Linked DNA regions of Oryctolagus cuniculus: region 2 is linked to region 1. The links are chromatin contacts, called in public Micro-C maps. All regions are on one chromosome and are shown on one strand. The core of a region is the stretch at or near the end of the contact, and the rest is flanking DNA. Distances in the headings are between cores, read along the strand shown.

What was found. A called contact is a pair of places that touch in the nucleus more often than the background predicts.
Region 2: a Micro-C map of ear pinna shows a contact between it and region 1, with 4 times the contacts expected there. The contact joins the enhancer-like site here to the promoter of MXI1 in region 1. A contact is called at or near these places in 3 of 6 Hi-C or Micro-C datasets (ear pinna, psoas muscle and an unstated tissue).

The regions. Positions count from the first base shown.
Region 1 is chr15:20,049,479-20,052,174 of mOryCun1.1, reverse strand. It overlaps MXI1 (MAX interactor 1, dimerization protein), which reads left to right and starts at 1,397. Exons shown (of 6, transcript XM_070057234.1): 1 at 1,397-1,871. The coding sequence starts at 1,598.
Region 2 is chr15:20,112,096-20,114,791 of mOryCun1.1, reverse strand. No RefSeq gene overlaps it. Among named protein-coding and RNA genes, the nearest start is that of MXI1, 63 kb to the right of the region's middle. Within about 2 kb of position 1,396, at least 1 of the 8 cell types and tissues checked has an H3K27ac peak or open chromatin away from gene starts, as enhancers often do. A contact at or near this core is called in ear pinna, where this site is marked.

The sequences.
Region 1 (2,696 bases), core at 148-2,647:
CACCCTGGTGTGAGCTTTGCACAGCTGGACCAGGGCTGGGGAGGAGTGTGGAGAGAGATGCTTACATCTCCTCCCCCTTCCTGGAAAATAACTGCATGAGAAGATCAAGGGAGCGAGTCAGTCTGTAACTGTGGGCGGCCTGAGGGTTTCGCTAGGCCATGTGGAGACACACACAGGTGTGCATGTCCAAGTGTGTCCTCAGGAGCCTGTGTGTACAGAAGGGTGTATGTATGTAGAATTGTCTGTGTGTGTGTGTGTTTAGGAGTGTGGGGGGAGTGCATGTGTATAGATGTGTGTGGAGTCTGTGTGTGCTGTAGGAATGTGTGTGGTGTGTGTGGTGTGTGTAGGTGTGTGTGCAGTATTATGGAGTGTGTTGGGGTGTGTGTGTGTTATGTGTGGTGTGTGTGTGTAGGTGTGTGTGCAGTATTGTGTGTGTTGGGGTGTGTGTGTGTTATGTGTGGTGTGTGTGTGTGCGCAGTATTATGGAGTGTGTTGGGGTGTGTGTATGTGTAGGAATGGGTGTGTTGTGTGTAGGTGTGTGTGCAGTATTATGGAGTGTGTTGGGGTGTGTGTGTTATGTGGTGTGTGTGTGTGTGCGCAGTATCATGGAGTGTGTTGAGGTGTGTGTATGTGTAGGAATGGGTGTGTTGTGTGTAGGTGTGTGTGCAGTATTATGGAGTATATGTTGGAATGTGTGTAAAATGTGTGTGGGGGGTGTGTAGGTATGTGTGGAGTGTGTATGGTGCATGTGGAGTGTATGTGTGTGGGAGTGTGTGTGGTGTGTGTGTGGAGTGTGTGCAGTGTGTAGGAGTGTGTGAAGTGTGTGTGTAGGTATGTGGAGAGTGTGGTGTGTGGAGTGTTATGTGTGTGAGGGGAATGGTATGTGTGCAGCGTATAAGAGTGTGTCTGATGTGTGATGTGTGTGTGTAGGAGTGTGTATGCAGTGTGGAGTGTGTAGGAGTGTGTGTGTGGTGTGTGTGCAGTATGTGTGGGGGAGTGTGTGTAGGAATGTGTGTGTTGGGGACAACGAGTGTCAGGTTACATGTGATGGTTCAATTCTTCCTATTCGGATTGAGCTTTTATTTAAAAATAAAAATAATTTTAAAAAATAATAAGTGGTGGCCACCATTATCAGGGAAAACTATGTGCCAGGCGTGTGCTGGGCGATTTTTTTTTTTTTCTGGGAAGCAAAAACCCAGCCGTCGCAGGAGTTTGCTCCTCTGCAGGTGCACTCCGAGCCGAGCGGCGGTGCGATCTGGGCAGAGGCGGGGGCGGGCAGGCTGCGCCGGTCTCCGCCTTCTGCTGTGGCCGCTCCGCCGGCGTCCGCCTCGCGCTAGGACCCAGCGCCGGAGCGCCTCCGTCCGTCCTGTAGGTTCATTCAATCTCCCATACACACAGACCCACAGCGAGACCGACACACACGCACACCCGCGCGCACACACAACTGCACGCCGCCAGCCTCCTCGGGAAGTCGGGCCGGCTCCTCGCCCCGGCGCCTCCTCCGCTCCAGCCCGCCGGGTCTCCCTGGGGGCCCCGAGCTCGGCCGGGCCGCGAAGCCCCCCGAAGAGCAGGAGCTCGGCTGACCCCCGGCTCCTCCATGGGCAAACGCGGGCGGCCGCGCAAGGAGGCGCGCGGCGAGGGCGCGGGGCTGGCCCCCGCCGCGCCCCCGGCCATGCCCCCGGCCGCGGCCGCGCCCCAGCCCCCGGCCCAGCCCGAGGAGCCCGCGGGGGCCAAGCCCAGGTGCCCCTTCTCGGACATTTTCAACACCAGCGAGAACTCGATGGAAAAGCACATCAACACTTTTCTGCAGAACGTGCAGATTCTGCTCGAGGCCGCCAGCTACCTGGAGCAGATCGAGAAAGAAAACAAAAGTAAGTTTGGGCCCCCCCCCCGCGCCTCCTCGGTGCCTGGCTCCTGCTTCCTCGCCCACTTGGGCGACCCCTGTCGCCTGCTCGGCCTGCGCCCCCAACACACACACACACACACTCACACACACACACACATGCACACGCAGCCCTCGGCGGTGCAGCCGGTGACACCGGGGAAAGGACACGCACGCACGCCCAGAGCTGCCGGAGATGTAACAAAGACGAGCGCGGGCAGCGGGGCCTGCGGTGCGTCCGTGTGTCCGTGGCGCGCGGTGCTGTTTGCTGACAACTGCGCCCCGAGCTCAGCTCTCCGAGGTCGCCTTTCTTCCTTTTTTTTTTTTTTTTTTTTTTTTTTTTTTTTTTTTCTGTTTTTGTTTTTCTGGGAGCCTGCTCGGGTAGACAAGTGTTGTTTTCCCGTTCTCGTTCCTGGGTGGGGTGAGGATTAGAAGCCGAAAGTTGGACACCGTCGGCAGAGCTCAGGGCTTCCAGAAAGAAAACACACAGGCGCGCACCACAACAATAACAACCGCGGGCGGCACAGCCTCCACGGCGTGGGCGCGGGCTGCTCCCTCCCCTCCCGCAGCCGGGACTGGGCTCCGGCCCTCGCGTCCTCGGACCCAGGCCTCCGCGCGCGCCCTTCGTCCTGGGGTGCCACCGCGCCCCCTCCCCAAGAAACAGGCCCTGGGGCCGGGGAGCGCCGGCAGCTCGCCCGGGTCCCGCCGCCCTGCGCCCGAGAAACTTGGCGAGGGGGACGCGGCTAGAAGGAAACTTTGGGATCTAACAGAAACAATAGTTGGGGGAAGAAGGTGTGGGCTGTGGTGTGCGGTT
Region 2 (2,696 bases), core at 147-2,646, 63 kb before region 1:
AACTTTTCGGTGAATTTCCCTCTGACCTCTTGACTTAAATTATCCTTTCTGTTTTTTTTTTTTTTTTTTTTTTTTTTTTTAAGGTAGTGATCATGGCATCATGGACCTGGGGCTGCGGTAATGCTTTGCGACTCTTCTCTGTCCGTCCTTAAAGGGAAAGCATTTTGGTCTGCGCACAGGCTCTCGTCTAAGAGTTGTTTTCCCAAAGCGGCAGGTTCTGAGGCTTCTCACCGAGCAGGAGCGCTGGAGGAAGTAGCTGCACTCGGTAGCTCACCCCTTTCCTGTTGAGTAATGCCTTACGGGTTGGGTTTCAGTGGTGACTGCTCCGATAGACTTGGGCACTTCGGGACAGATGACCTCCTTGGTTTTATGAGAGAACATGTAGATACAGTCAACTTGTTGGCAGGCACGGGCAAACCCTTCCAAAGGTGTTTACTGGACTAACGAGTTAAGATTAAATATTACTTCTACCTGGTTTCTGTTTTGGAACTGTTGGCTTCAGTTGTTTCAACTGAAATAAAAGTCATTTGAAACTAAGACACCCAAGAGTGTATCCCAGATATTATCTAGTGATATTTTTGAAGGGCAAGGGCTTGGGGCACCCTAGGATATGAAGCCTGTTAAATTACTTAGCTTAAAATATATTGTGTATGGCCAGCGCCGTGGCTCAATAAGCCTAATCCTCTGACTTGCGGCGCCGGCACACCGGGTTCTAGTCCCGCTTGCCCCTCTTCCAGGCCAGCTCTCTGCTATGGCCCGGGAGTGCAGTGGAGGATAGCCCAAGTGCTTGGGCCCTGCACCCGCATGGGAGACCAGGAAAAAGCACCTGGCTCCTAGCTTCGGATCAGCGCGATGTGCCAGCAGCAGCGCGCCGGCTGCGGCGGCCATTGGAGGGTGAACCAACGGCAAAAGGAAGACCTTTCTCTCTGTCTCTCTCTCTCTCTCTCACTATCCACTCTGCCGGTCCAAAAAAAAAATATATATATATATATATATATTGTGTGGTGAGATGTCTTGTTTTTGAAATATCTTTTAAATAGTTACATATTTTACAACCAGGTAGATGAAATGATTTTGTATGTAGGTATGGCCCTGTGTCTCTGTTTTGATCTTTAGGTTAATATTGAGCAAGAGAGCATGCACATATACTTGCCAGAGTCAGGCTGAGCATGGCTCAATTAACTGCAGAACAGGGCAGACTGGGTGGGGCGAGTTCTGGAATCCTTCCCACTCACTGAGCAAAGTCAGGTGTTCAGGAGAAGGCTTGAGCTGAAGAAGTTGGGAAGCCCAGCCCGGCAGATAAAACGTGGGACCTGGAGGATGTGGCAATCAACCCAAAGCTCAGTCTGGTAAGTGGCCTGCACCAGGGAAGCCAAAGTCTCCATCAGGAATCTGCAGCAGGAAAGCAGAGTGCTACAGGCATGTAGGAGGTGTCTGAGCCACCGGCCTAGCTTCAAGAGCAGTGGCAAGATCAGGGCAGGACCTGAGGCTTAAGAAGTCCACTTAGCACTTCTTCAAGACAGGAACTCAGATGTCCGGAAAATGACAGGCGGGGATCCTGGCACCAAAGCTGAGGTATCTGATAATGCCCGGATCCCAGGAACCAGGCAGTGCTCAGAGCCAAGACAAGGCCCCTGCTGGCCTAGTGACAGGCTGGGCTTGATGCTGAATGACTTCCAGAGCCAGACACTGGAGCTCCCTCCGTTCCTCCTGATTCCGCCTGCCTCGTCGGGACTGGCTGTGCAGATGACAGCCAGGTGGGCCGGTCAAGAGGCCCAGCTGTTGCAGAGGAGCCCTGTGGAGACCAGGGAGGGGCCTGGCTTGGCTCCGCACCAGGGAAGCAGCCTCCTGTGCTAACGAGACACAGCTGTGCGTGGGTGCAGCCGGCCGAGGAGTGGACCATTCACACCAGAACCTACCTAGGTGGACCAGCAAACACTAATGAACAAGGGCAGGTGCTACCAACACTAGCGGTGCAGATGGCCCTGTGCTCCTTGGGAACTGTCTTTCCATATTTGGAGGCACAGTTCCACCATAGAAATGTTTCCCTTCAGTGACAGCTGTGGACTCTTACTGGTGTCACTGTTGCTGGGTAGGGGAGAATCAGAGTGGTCCGTGTGTCCTCCCCCTCCAAGAGATGTGCTATGATTCTGGACCAGCAGAACAGCTTTGATTCCGTGTGGGTTGAACTCCGTAACCCTGTGGTTTGGGGAGTAGCCTCTTGTCGCTGTCAGAGGCCTCTCATTTGTCTCACCACACTTGTCCAGATAAGAACCTCTCAGCTCACCCCTGCAGCCAACCACGTGAGAGAAGCGCTTCCTTGGGGCCGTCCCTGTAGGAGCTCGGGTCTGTCTGCACCATCTGGAGGGCCCAGGAGGTTGCTGTGGGAGTCATCCACCCCTCCACTCCTGCAGCCATCCACAGAGGGCCTGGCCCTACCCACAGCGAGCAAGGCCTCTTTCACACCACCCGCCCTAACCTGACTCCCCAGCAGGCTGCCTCCCCAGCTCTCCAGGCCCCTTCTCCGCCTGGCCCCACTGACGGAGGATGTCGCCTTTCGCAAAACACTTCTTTACCAAGCGCCCGTAGCACTCCCGAGTCACGCTGATCTTGGCTCGTCTGAAGCTCTTATTGATTGTGTTGCTGTGTCTGTCCTACAGGACTGTGAGCTGTGAAACGGCAAGGACTGTACCTCC